3 separate regions of the Ovis aries genome follow, and regions 2 and 3 are each linked to region 1. A link is a contact called in public Hi-C data. All regions are on one chromosome and are shown on one strand. Each heading gives the region's core, a stretch centred on a gene start, on an enhancer-like site or on the middle of the called end of the contact. The rest is flanking DNA. Distances are from core to core; before and after follow the strand shown. Region 1 holds the start of ACO1 (aconitase 1). Region 2 holds the start of NDUFB6 (NADH:ubiquinone oxidoreductase subunit B6). Region 3 holds the start of SMIM27 (small integral membrane protein 27).

Region 1 (4,104 bases), core at 1,141-3,640:
TCCCAGACCAGAGATCAAACCCATATCCTCTGTACTGGCAGGCAGACTCTCAACCACTGGATCACCAGCAAAGTCCTGCTGCTGCTGCTGCTGCTGCTGCTGCTGCTGCTGCTGCTGCTGCTACTGCTGCTGCGTCACTTCAGTCGTGTCCGACTCTGTGTGACCCCATAGACAGCAGCCCACCAGGCTCCGCCATCCCTGGGATTCTCCAGGCAAGAACACTGGAGTGGGTTGCCATTTCCTTCTCCAATGCATGAAAGTGAAAAGTGAAGTCGCTCAGTCGTGTCCAACTCTTCGCGACCCCATAGACTGCAGCCCACCAGGCTCCTCCATCCATGGGATTTTCCAGGCAAGAGTACTGGAGTGGGTTGCCATTGCCTTCTCCTACTCAAGTGCTAATGCTCCACAAATAGCTGCTGTTAAAAGAGTGTGGAGATCTGAAGAAGGTTAAGGTCAATGATGGAGACAGAGCAGACTTTAGCTGGAAGTTTGCATAGAGAGAAAATAGATGACGAAGACTTCATCAGTGTATGGAGTTACATGTAAAGTGAGAAGAGAAAAAGTGCACTGAAAGAGCCTAAGAAAGAGGGGCCAAATTAAGAAGAGGTGAATCATGAGAGTAGAAGCCTCTAAAGCCAAAAGGAGGTTAAAATTTCAAGGAAAGACCTATTACCAGTATCAAATACCACAGAGCAGTCAGCAAGGGCAAGAACAGAAGAGAGGTCACTGGGTTTTGCAATCCACACATTCCTGGTGACAGGCCCAAGAGCAAAAGAGTAGGGTGACGCGAGAACTTTTTCCTTCACTGTTTTGGCCAGAGCGTTTACTAATAAATCTCAATTCCTTTTATAGTTCTGATTTAATTATTTCCTATCAAGGATTATCAGCTCTCCTATTACATGTATGTTACCATTAAACATTAAGAAATTTTGCTTTGTGAAGGGCTGCCTTGGTTAAGAATCAAAATTTAGCTGGATGTCTTTTCTCCCTACCCCTCAGCCTTCTGCACATACTCTCTAAGGGGACCCCAGTCCACTCAAGGGAAGTTTGTTCAATGGATGTGAATGGTAACAGTTTAGAAAGTGGGTAGGAAGAAAGTCTTCTCCCATACAGTAAAAATATAATGCTTGTTATGTGTGTGTGTGCGCTCAGTTAGTCATGTCCAATTCTTTGCGACCCCATGAACTACAGCCCGCCAGGCTGCTTTGTCCATGGGGATTCTGCCATTTCCTCCTCCAGGGGATATTCCTGACCCAGGCATTCAACTCATGCCTCCATCTGCACTGGCAGGTGGATTCTTTACCACTGAGCCACCTGGGAAGCAATGTTTACTACACAGTAAATATGTCCTTCTTCAAACTTGAATATAGTAGCAGCCGTGTTAGTTGCTCAGCAGTGCCCGACTCTTTGCAACCCCATGGACTGTAACTCGCCAGGTTCCTCTGTCCATGGGATTCTCCAGGCAAGAATACTGGAGTGGGTTGTCATTTCCTCCTTCTCCAGGGGATCTTCCCAACCCAGGGTTATGAACCCGTTTTTCTTATGTCTCCTGCATTGGCAGGCGGGTTCTTTACCGCTAGCCTCACCTGGGAAGCTAAAAACGCTACGTTACACAGGTTGGCCCCTATGGGGATAGCCACTACTCCTTCTTTCTATAAGCCGTATATCCATATACTCAAGATAGAAAACTACAATCACTCTTTATATAAGTTGGGCAAAACCCTCACCTTTTCTCTAGAAAGATCTAATCAGTCAAATTTGCCTGAGCAGGCGCGACGCCAACCAACCTATAGAAACTAGGCGCAGTGAGGAAGGCCTGCTGAGTCAACTCAGTCATTTCTCTGACTTCTGACAGGTGAACAGCCTGCATTAGGAAGCGTTGCTAGACATAAAAAAACAACAACACTGAAACTTTGCACTCCATAACCATGGAAACTCTGAAGTCCTGGCAGTCACTCGGCTCGCTTTGCCAGGCGCTAAGATGGGGGCGGGGTGGGGGCAAAGGGGAGAGAGGGGAGGTGACCACGTACCGGGGTGTCGGACAGGGAAGCCTCCACAGTGACGGTCAAATCATTTTTAAAAGCTGCATTTCTCACCTGCCCCTTCAGCTCCTTCCCTGCGAGCTGGGCAGTCACACTCCACGCCCAAGAGTGAGCGTGTCCCCGGCCTGGGCCAGCATGGGAGGATCCTGTCCTGAGGCGGCTTCCTGCCGCTGACCCCCAGCTACCCCGCTCCCTCCCGGGCGAGGTCTCCGCGCCCGCAAGCCCCGCCCCGCCCGCAAGCCCCGCCCCGCCCGCAGGCCCCGCCCCACTCGCCGGCCCCGGCCCGGCCCCGGCCCGGCCCCGCCCCTCGGCTGGCGGCCCTGCGGCGACAGGGGGCGGAGCGGCGCCAGCGGCTGGACTCAGCCCGGGAGAGCGCCCCCAGCCTGGTTCCCCGCGCCAGTCGGAGTCCGCCGTGCGCCCCGCGGTGAGTACGACGCGGCCCAACCCGGGTCCCCGGGCCCGAGCGCCGGCCGCCCTGCCCCGGCGGGGGAAATGCGGGTCGGCGGAACCCCGGGCCGCCTCCCCGAGCCGGGCTGCGGCGCGCCGGGCCGCCCGGGGGAGCGGGAAGGCAGCCGGGAGAATCGGGACTAGTTCCTGGGGACTGACCCCTCCGCCCTGTTCCCAGCCCGTGCCGCGCCGAGGACCGGGGCGGGACTGGAAATGGCTCTCCTCGGCCTCCTTCGCCCGGGCTGTGCCGGCCGCCGGGAGAGTCCGCGCCGAGCTTGTGCGGGCCTCAGCCGGGAGTCGGCGAGGCTGTGGGGGCCGCCGGGAGAATCCACGCTGCGACTTGTCCCGGCACACTGAAGCGGGGAGTCCTGCCCCCAAGGAGGGTGTGCGGGCTTCGCCGGGGAGTCCTCGTCGAGCTGGGGGTGGCGAGGGAGGGACATTTCCCACTGGGGTTCCGACAGATCGGGGAGTCCACACCAGGTGGTAAGGGGGAAATGGAGTGAGGAGGGAAGAGACCCTCGGTGGAAGGGGTGGGGACACAGTCCATCCTGAAGATTCACAGACCTAGGGAGGAGTGAGTGAGTGTGTCTGTGTGTGTCTGTGTGTGTGTGTGTGTGTGTGTGTGTGTGTGTGTGTGTGTTGCGGGGATGGGGGCAGAGAGTCGGAAACAGCCTCTCAGCAGTGGGGACAGAGTCCATCCTAAAGACTCACAGACCCAGGGAGGAGTGAGTGAGTGAGTGAGTGTGTGTGTGTGTGTGTGTGTGTGTGTGTGTTGCGGGAACGGGGGCAGAGAGTCGGAAACAGCCTCTCAGCAGTTCTCAAACTCCCCTATACACTCTTAAAAATTAGTATATTAAGGAGCTTTTATGTGGGTTATGTGTCTCAATATTTATCATGTATAACTAAAACAGAATTTTTCAATATATTTAGTATCTCATTTAAAAATAGTGGTAAAGAATCCACCTGCCAGTGCAGGAGACATAAGAGATGTGGGTTTGATCCCTGGGTTGGGAATATCCCCTGGATATGAAAATGGCAACCCACTCCAGTATCCTTGCCTGGAGAATCCCGTGGACTTAGGAGCCTGATGGGCTACAGTCTATGGGGGTAGCAAAGAGTCTGATATGACTGAGCACACAGACATGCATGCATTATATGTTGATATGTGTTTATGAAAATAACCATACCTTTCAAAATAGAATGTTACTGACCAGAGTATCATTGTATTATATTTTTGCAAATCTCCTATCAGTTTTAATAAGTGGCAGCTAGGGTTCTTATATCGTGCTTCTGCACTGTCTGTTGCGGTATTACATGTCATATCGCCTCTGGAAAACTCCACTGTGTACTCCTGAATGTGTGTGAGTAAAAGCATCAAATAGCATCTTGGTATTATTATGAAAGTGGTTTTGACTTTGTGAATCCCTAGAGTCCTCTGCACCACACTTTGAGAACCACTGGAGTAGGAAATGCTTCAGGGGCTCAAGTCATTGATCCCGCTTCTTGTTTGTGATCCTTCCTCTGAATGGGAACACGGATCACCCCAAGGAAGGATGGTTAACCTCTGGTAGCTGCAACCAAGCTGACCTCACTCTGGAAACCCAAGTACTGTGTC
Region 2 (4,104 bases), core at 1,120-3,619, 160 kb after region 1:
TTTCAAATGAGTCGGCTCTTTGCATCAGGTGGCCAAAGTATTAGAGTTTCAGCTTCAGCATCAGTCCTTCCAATGAACACTCAGGACTGATCTCTTTTAGGATGGACTGGTTGGATCTCCTTGCAGTCCAAGGGACTCTCAAGAGTCTTCTCCAACACCACAGTTCAAAAACATCAATTCTTCGGCACTCAGCTTTCTTTTTAGGCCAACTCTCACGTCCATACATGACTACCAGAAAAACCATAGCCTTGACTAGACGGGCCTTTTTGGCAAAGTAATGTCTCTGCTTTTTAATATGCTGTCTAGGTTGGTCATAACTTTCCTTCCAAGCAGTAAGTGTCTTTTAATTTCATGGCTACAGTCACCATCTGCAGTGATTTTGGAGCCCCCCCAAAATAAAATCTGACACTGTTTCCACTGTTTCCCTATCTATTTCCCATGAAGTGATGGGACCAGATGCCATGATCTTCATTTTCTGAATGTTGAGCTTGAAGCCAACTTTTTCACTCTCCTCTTTCACTTTCATCAAGAGGCTTTTTAGTTCCTCTTCACTTTCTGCCATAAGAGTGGTGTCATCTGCATATCTGAGGTTTTGATATTTCTCCTGGCAATCTCGAATACAGCTCGTGCTTCATCCAGCCCAGCATTTCTCATGATGTACTCTGCATATAAGTTAAATAAACAGGGTGACAATATACAGCCTTCACGTACTCCTTTCCCAATTTGGAACCAGTCTGTTGTTCCACGCCCAGTTCTAACTGTTTCGTGACCTGCATACAGATTTCTCAAGAGGCAGGTCAGGTGGTCTGGTATTCCCATCTCTTGAAGAATTTTCCACAGTTTACTGTGATCCACACAGTCAAAGGCTCTGGCATAGTCCAGAAAGCAGAAGTAGACGATTTTCTGGAACTCTCTTGCTTTTTCGATGATCCAGCGGATGTTGGCAATTTGATCTCTGGTTCCTCTGCCTTTTCTAAAACCAGCTTGAACATCTGGAATTTCATGGTTCCCGTATTGTTGAAGCTGGCTTGGAGAATTTTGAGCATTACTTTACTAGCGAGTGAGAAGAGTACAACTGTGCAGTAGTTTGAGTATTCTTTGGCATTGCCTTTCTTAGCGATTGGAATGAAAACTTAGCTTTTCCAATGCCGTGGCCACTGCTGGGATTTCCAAATTTGCTGGCACAGCAACATGTTTTAGGATTTGAAATAGCTCAACTGGAATTCCATCACCTCCACGAGCTTTGTTCATAGTGATGTTTCCTAAGGCCCACTTGACTTCACATTCAAGGATGTCTGGCTCTAGGTGAGTGATCACACCATCGTGATTATCTGGGTCGTGAAGATCCCTTTTGTACAGTTCCTCTGTGTATTCTGCCACCTCTTCTTAATATCTTCTGCTTTCGTTAGGTCCATACTATTTCCATCCTTTATTGAGCCCATCTTTGCATGAAATGTTCCCTTAGTATCACTAATTTTCTTGAAGAGATCTCTAGTCTTTCCCATTCTATTGTTTTCCTCTATTTCTTTGCAGGGACCACTGAGGAAGGCTTTCTTATCTCTCCTTGCTATTCTTTGGAACTCTGCATTCAAATGAGTATATCTTTCCTTTTCTCCTTTGCTTTTCGCTTCTCTTCTTTTCACAGCTATCAACAACATATCAACAGGACCTCTTCTTTTACAGTAATTAACAAGGAGCTGCATTACCAGCTAGAGGATTATCCTGCTTTCGGGTAGTCGAGGGTAGTGTTAGTTGGTCTGTGTAATCTCAACCTCAAAAATCACAAAGTGTCCTTGGATACTAAAATCATTGAATTTTAACTCTAGTGAATCCTTGGCCATCCTTCTGAGGAAAAGTTTCCCCAGTTCAAAAGAAAGCCAAACCTGTAGCATCCTGTATAATCTAGGCAAAGATTCGCCTCCTTCTCATCACACTTGAGAGACAAAGGGCAAGACAATCCCAAAGCCACACAAGCTCCGAACTCCTGACTTCCAGCGCATGACTCTTGGGACCAGAGGGAGTCCCAGACAAGCCTAAGTCTCGACTGAACCTGACTCTCCCTTGGGGAACTTCCGGGGGCAGAGCGAGTTAGTCCTTAACGCAGCTATAGCGAACAGGTTGTCTCAGCAGCCAGGCCGTGGACTGCGATGGGACGAGAGTGGGTGGGGGCTGGGGAGGGCGGTCACTCACCACGTTCTTCCAGAGAGCTCCGTCTTGCAAAAATTTATTCCAGAATCGCTCCACAGGCGACACTCTCCGCGGAGGCAGCACCGGTTCCCGGGGGCTCAGCTCCTGATCTTTCAGCCATCGCCTTCTTAGCTCTCGCAGCTGCTGCAGCCGCAGCTTCTCGTCGGGCGTATACCCCGACATGTCGCTGCTGATACCAAGGCAGCAGGAGTCGGCGCGCACCCGAACCAGGGTCTTGTCACTTACGCGCGCTCCCGCTCTGCAAAGCGACCTTGCGAGGACGCCTGGGAGCGGCGCGCCGTTATAACGTCACTACGTTCCTGCCTCCGAGCGACTCCAACCTGCGCGTAGTGGCTGGGCATGCGCAAAGCCCTGCACACCTCGCCGGCGGTACTGGTCCAAACTACCAGAAGCGGCGGGGGCGGGGGCCGGAGGCCGCTTAGTTACCTGAAGGGTATGAGAGGTCGGAGGACTAGAGGTTCTGTTAAGGAAGAACTGGTGTGCTGGATATTGGAAGAATGAGAATATGTGACTCAATGAATGTGACGTCCAAGTGTTAAATGCTGTATTTGCTCTCCCACCTTAGAATTTTCTCTTCCTGTGACCTACAGAGTGTGTGGAGACATTAAGTCTTTTGTCAGTGACTGAAAAAGTGACCCTGAGCAGCTGTCTCAGTCTGTTCCTTCATCGGTTGCTGTTATTGTTTAGTTGCTAAGTCGTGTCTGACTCTTTTGCGACCCCTTGGACTGTAGCCGGCCAGGCTTCTCTGTCCATGGGATTTCCCAGGCAAGAATACTGGAGTGAGGTGCCATACCCTTCTCCGGGGAAATCTTCCTGACCCCGGGGTCTGCACTGCAGGCGGATTCTTTGCAGCTGAGCCACTGGGGGAAGCTTTCCTTCATCTGTACTGTAGAAGTAAAAAGAATCTCAGTATATAGCAGAGTTGTACACATTCACCCTTTGATCCGGTATTCTCATTTCTAGAATTCTGTCCTAAAGATATAGTAGTAAAAGTACTATTGTTCTATTAGTAAATAGTAAAAGTACTATTGCAAATTTGTTTACTGCAGCACCATAAATAATAAAATATGGAAATTCCTCAACAAATGGCTAGTTGAATAAATTGTAAACGAATGCAATGAAGTGAGTTCCTAGAAACATAATATTGTTCAGTGGGAAAAAAGCTACGTGGAGGGAAGTGTACATAGTACCTTTTATCCAAAAAAGGGAGGACAGTAGTAATGTTATATATAAATTTGCCTATGAAACGGCCCAGGGACTATGGCCAACCCAGTAACCATGAATATCTCTAGCTCCTAGATTGTGATCTCTAGATACTATCTTCAATTAAAAGGAACCAAGACTCCTTAGAGTAGTTGTTCTTAAAACATTTTGTTCCCTAAATCTCTTTAAATTCTTAAAATTGTGAGAGAGCCCCAAAGAGATTATTGATGTGGGTTATATCTATTGATGTTTAGTGCATTAGACATAAAAACGTGGAAAATTTTAAAAAATCTGTTAACAAAAACTACTTAGAAGAGTGCCATTGTAAACTTTTCTAATGTCTGGCTTAATAAATGATGGCAGAATTCTTATAGCTGCTTCTACATTCAATCATCATATCATACATCATGTAACCATGGGAAACTCTGTATGTGTTTGTGAGACAAAGAGAGTTTAAAAGAGCAAATAGCATCTTAGTATTTTTATGAAAATAATTGTGACCACACAAACCCCATGATAGGATCACAGGGACACCCAGGGGCTCCCCAATCACACTTTGAAAACCATCACTTTGGAGAAATAACTAATTTCAGGTTCCCGTTGGAAATGTAAAATAAGCCTGGAACATCTTATCTTAGCTGAAGGCAGGGAGGTTTTTAAAGACTAATAGGGTGGTGTCAAAATGATTGAGGA
Region 3 (4,104 bases), core at 957-3,456, 150 kb after region 1:
TCGATGGATGAAGTCACAGGTTCACGGGGTGTAACAGACAACCACAAGAGTTACAGAGACAGTCGCTTCCTTTGGTTGAGAACTGCCACCTGCTAGGATCTAAGGTAGGCACCCCGTGCATTACATAATCACAACGAACTCCAATACTGTTACTCCCATTTTACAGACATGCTCAGAGATTAGGGGGCCATCCAAGGTCACACCTCTGGCAGCAGCGATGCCACGACTCAAGACTCGAACATTTCGTGCTTTGTGTCGGGTTCCCCCCACCAACCCCCCCACCCAGAGACCAAGCTCCTTCCAGTACGCGGCTGGGCTCGCGCTTTCGGGAGCGCTTCTCGGAAAGCAGCCCTCCCCCGCCCACCGGCACGGATCCACAGGTGCGCCGCAGAAGCCGCTCGCCCGGAGCCCGGCCCGCCGGCTCACCGCGGCGCCTCAGGCCCGGACCGCAGCTCTCTCGCTCTTGGGCCTCGCTGCAGGCTGGAGCTCCTGCCGTGCCGGCCCCCTTCCGACCCCCGCGCCCCATTGTTCCCGACCTCACTCACCTCAGAGGATGCCGGCGCAGGCCGGACTGGGGCGCTCGTGGCCAGTTCCCGGCGGCCCAGAAGGCTGGGTCGGTGACGGCAGGATCCACGAAGGCGAACTCTACGACTTCTCCGCCGGCCCTCCGGAGCGGGAGTAGGCGGGGGCGCTTCACCCTCCTCGCGAGACAGCGGAGACCCCGGCGGTTGCTGCGACCCCTGTGACGTAAAGCGCTCATCACCAATGGCAGACAGGGGGCGGGGGCAGAAACCAAAACCCACTTCGCCGGCCCCCAGCGCGTCAAAACACAGCACCCGCCCGCGTGACGCATGCGCGGTAGAGGACGCCCGCACTGAAGGCGGGCCTTCGCGCGCTCGGCCCTTCCCCCACTTGCCTCCGCTCCCGGAAGGAGAGCGACGTGACCCCTGAGGACGAAATCGCTAACGTACCGTCAACTCGAATAAATACCAGGGGATCTTAAAGTTCGCGTCTGACTTACTCGGAAGACACAACTAACTTGGTCTCATTTGAAAGTTACGTCTGACTCTGCGAGACCTCCAGGGAATTCCTCAGGCCAGAATACTGGAGTGGGCAGCGTTCCCCTTCTCCAGCGGATCTTCCCAACCCAAGGATCGAACCCAGGTCTCCCGCATTGCAGGCGGATTCTTTACTAGCTGAGCCACAAGGGCTGGGGTCTCATTTAAACCTTGCCAAATTCTGCGAGAAGTTACTCAAACTATCTCTGGTGTTCGATTAATGAACCGAGTTATCCGGAAGGGAATGTACTTGGGCTGAAAAGTTAAGAACCACCACCAGGATTCCAATGGAATCCCAAATCAATTTTGAGAGATCAACTCCAGTCAGGATGAACTATCATCTGACGTAAAATCAGTGGGAATTGAAATCTTCCCGAAACAGATAACGTCTTTTCCTTACCTGCTCTCCGAAATATGTATTAAAACCCTGTTTAGGTGATAGCTTAGATTACAGAAACAAAACGTCTGGTGCCTGACGCAGCCCGGTTGTCCCATTCTTCGCTTCAAATATAAGCATCCCGAACATTCTAGAGCTGAACTTGGTAAAACGGCCCGCGTGCCAAACCCCATCCTTTGGCTTCATATTTGATCGTGCTACAGTTCTAAGCATACAAACGCTCGATGAGCACTTGCTAATTGGCAGCTACATTATGCCGGGTAATTCGTGCCACGTTATTTCTTCTTAAAAGTAGCTGATATCAACAAGCCATTGCGTTCTCAAAAACTTTTAAGAAACTCCAGTAACAGGAAGTCCCACAACGACTCGTCAGTTATATAAAAGCAGGTTGTACTCTAAAAGGTGAATACACGAACTACCTGGTTACCGTGGTTATCCGGTTAGAAACATTAATTCTTTCAGTGCTAGACGTCGGCGTAATACTTAAACCGTGGATTATTTTTCCAAATAAACTTTTAAATGCACATGACGGTACCTTATCTCGCATTAATACTGCTCTACACCTGAAAGACCGGTTGACGAGTCAAGCCTCTCCCTCACAGCGGCAAAACAAACCCATCTCCAACGTTATTTTCTCGTTTCTCTCCCTCCCTCCCCTTAAAGCGGGCTAGGCCCCCGGGCACGTGACACCGCCCCCCCAGCTCCGGGCGGAAGAGGCTGGCCGGGCTGATGGGAAACGCGCGGGGAGGCGAGTGGGCGGGCGCTCGCGCCCGGCTGAAAGATGGCTGCCGCCGCCCGGCAGCCACCGCCCCGCAGGTTACTGTAGGGCCTGCGGCTTCCGCCCGCGCCCGCGGACCACCGCCACCGCCTTACCATGAAGCCAGTGAGTCGCCGCACCCTAGACCGGATTTATTCCGCGGTAGGTATTGGGCTTGGTGGGCCTCCACGGGGGTCTACGTTCGAGGCCCGCGGGTGGAAGGTCCCCTATATCCTCAGCGCCCAGAAACTCTAAAATCCATTCTTGAATTAAGCCTTTCACTCCCTAACCTCGACTCCGCCTCTTCCTGGAGGACACGGTCTTCCGCTTCTTACGTAAGGGCTACTGGGTGAACTCGCTTCCGGAAACACATTTATTCGAGTTTGTCACTAAAATCCCCACCTTAGCAACGTGCGCGGCAACCTGATGTGGGCCGGGAGGACGTGCCACTCACAGGTTGTTTTCACTCCTACTCTTGCATTTCCTAGTTGCTCCTCGCGGTCGTATTGCTCTCCTGGGGATACGTCATCTATGCATCAACTGTAGCTGCACGACGACAACTAAGCAAGGAATACCCAGACAAAATCTTCGGAATGAACGAAAATTTGTAATTCCTCTGGATTTGATTTCATGTATAAACAGTTCTTTACCTCTGTCTGATACATGTCTCGATTTAAAGTAAAATCTTTAATACAATGATTCCAAATTCACTTTTGTATACCGTCCGTTATAGTAACCATTAATTCTCGATTTTTCATATACCAAGAGGTTTGTCTTTTAGGTTCTCATATAACAAAGCACAAGGATCTTAGGTGATGCAGTTGTAAAGAATCTGTCTGCTAATGCAGGAGACACCAGTTCCATCCTTAGGTAGGGAAGATTCCCTGGAGCAGGAATGGCAACCCGGTCCAATATACTTGCTGGGAGAATTCCACGGACAGAGGAGCCTGGCGAGCTACAGTTCAAAAAGAGTTGAAGGAAAAGAACACGAGGAAGGATAACAAAGCAAAGTAAATCTGACAGTCTTTTGATCTAGAGTTTCTAAAATACTTCTGAAATGTCTCCAGAAAGCCGTCAAAACAAAGTGTGCTGTAATTTCTGTTCTTATTTTTATTGCAACATTTCATTCCGTTGTATACCTTCACATCAACTAGATTAAGTACAGTGTAAGAAAAACTGTCATGTGACTAAACAAGTTTCTACGTTGTGTTTTCCAGATTAAAAATGGCCAGAAAAAGTAGGTGACTGACCATATTATTTTTATTTAGCCTGTCCAGTTTTTACTTATTGTTAGATAATTCAGTCTCAAATTGTACAGAGAGAATGGCATAGGCTGGGAAGAAACAGATGACACATATGTGAGTAAATTTTATTACTTTTCCAGAAAATACTTTCAATAAGTTGGTAATGTAGCAACAAACTTAGGCTCATACACCTTTGAAATTTTAAAGTAATCTTCAATGATGTTGATCAGGAAATTCTTTCATGGGTGGGATTACTTCTCCAGTCTCCAGAATTGTATCACCCTAGAAAAACAAAGGTGCATTAGTGATAAATCTTGTCAGCAGAGGTAACAGTTCCCCTCTGAGCTCATCTGGAAAACCTAGCTCAGTTCTGGCATTCAGACTTTAAAAATGACATAGGTAAAATAGAAGCTGTCTAAAGATAAGAAAGCAGTATCCAAAATCTTAAGGAATAAGGAACAAATAGGGGAAGTTTTACTCGAACCAAACGACCACAAAGAACATGAAAGTTGTCTTTACAAAGTGACAGAAGGATGACCTTTATTTGCTTGGCCCCCCAAAATAGGAGAAGCCCTAGAAAGAAGTTGTAGGGAAACAGCTTCACTTCAATAGAAAGAAAGAAAGTGAAGTCGCTCGGTCGTGTCCGAC

What was found. Hi-C and Micro-C count contacts between places; a contact is called where the count stands out from the background.
Region 2: a contact with region 1 is called in a Hi-C map of hypothalamus, with 8 times the contacts expected there. The contact joins the promoter of NDUFB6 here to the promoter of ACO1 in region 1. A contact is called at or near these places in 14 of 16 Hi-C or Micro-C datasets (blood, hypothalamus, liver and 6 more).
Region 3: a Hi-C map of liver shows a contact between it and region 1, with 4 times the contacts expected there. The contact joins the promoter of SMIM27 here to the promoter of ACO1 in region 1. A contact is called at or near these places in 9 of 16 Hi-C or Micro-C datasets (blood, hypothalamus, liver and 4 more).

What each region holds. Positions count from the first base shown.
Region 1 is chr2:101,543,707-101,547,810 of ARS-UI_Ramb_v3.0, forward strand. It overlaps ACO1 (aconitase 1), which reads left to right and starts at 2,391. Exons shown (of 21, transcript XM_015093260.4): 1 at 2,391-2,466.
Region 2 is chr2:101,706,170-101,710,273 of ARS-UI_Ramb_v3.0, forward strand. It overlaps NDUFB6 (NADH:ubiquinone oxidoreductase subunit B6), which reads right to left and starts at 2,370. Exons shown (of 4, transcript NM_001185123.1): 1 at 2,191-2,370. The coding sequence starts at 2,370.
Region 3 is chr2:101,690,214-101,694,317 of ARS-UI_Ramb_v3.0, forward strand. It overlaps SMIM27 (small integral membrane protein 27), which reads left to right and starts at 2,207. Exons shown (of 2, transcript XM_027964598.3): 1 at 2,207-2,374; 2 at 2,701-2,911. The coding sequence starts at 2,330. The coding sequence ends at 2,823. TOPORS (TOP1 binding arginine/serine rich protein, E3 ubiquitin ligase) reads right to left here and starts at 2,521. Exons shown (of 3, transcript XM_060409530.1): 1 at 1,883-2,521; 2 at 546-740. The coding sequence starts at 2,002. It overlaps NDUFB6 (NADH:ubiquinone oxidoreductase subunit B6), which reads right to left. Exons shown (of 4, transcript NM_001185123.1): 4 at 3,670-3,738. The coding sequence ends at 3,670.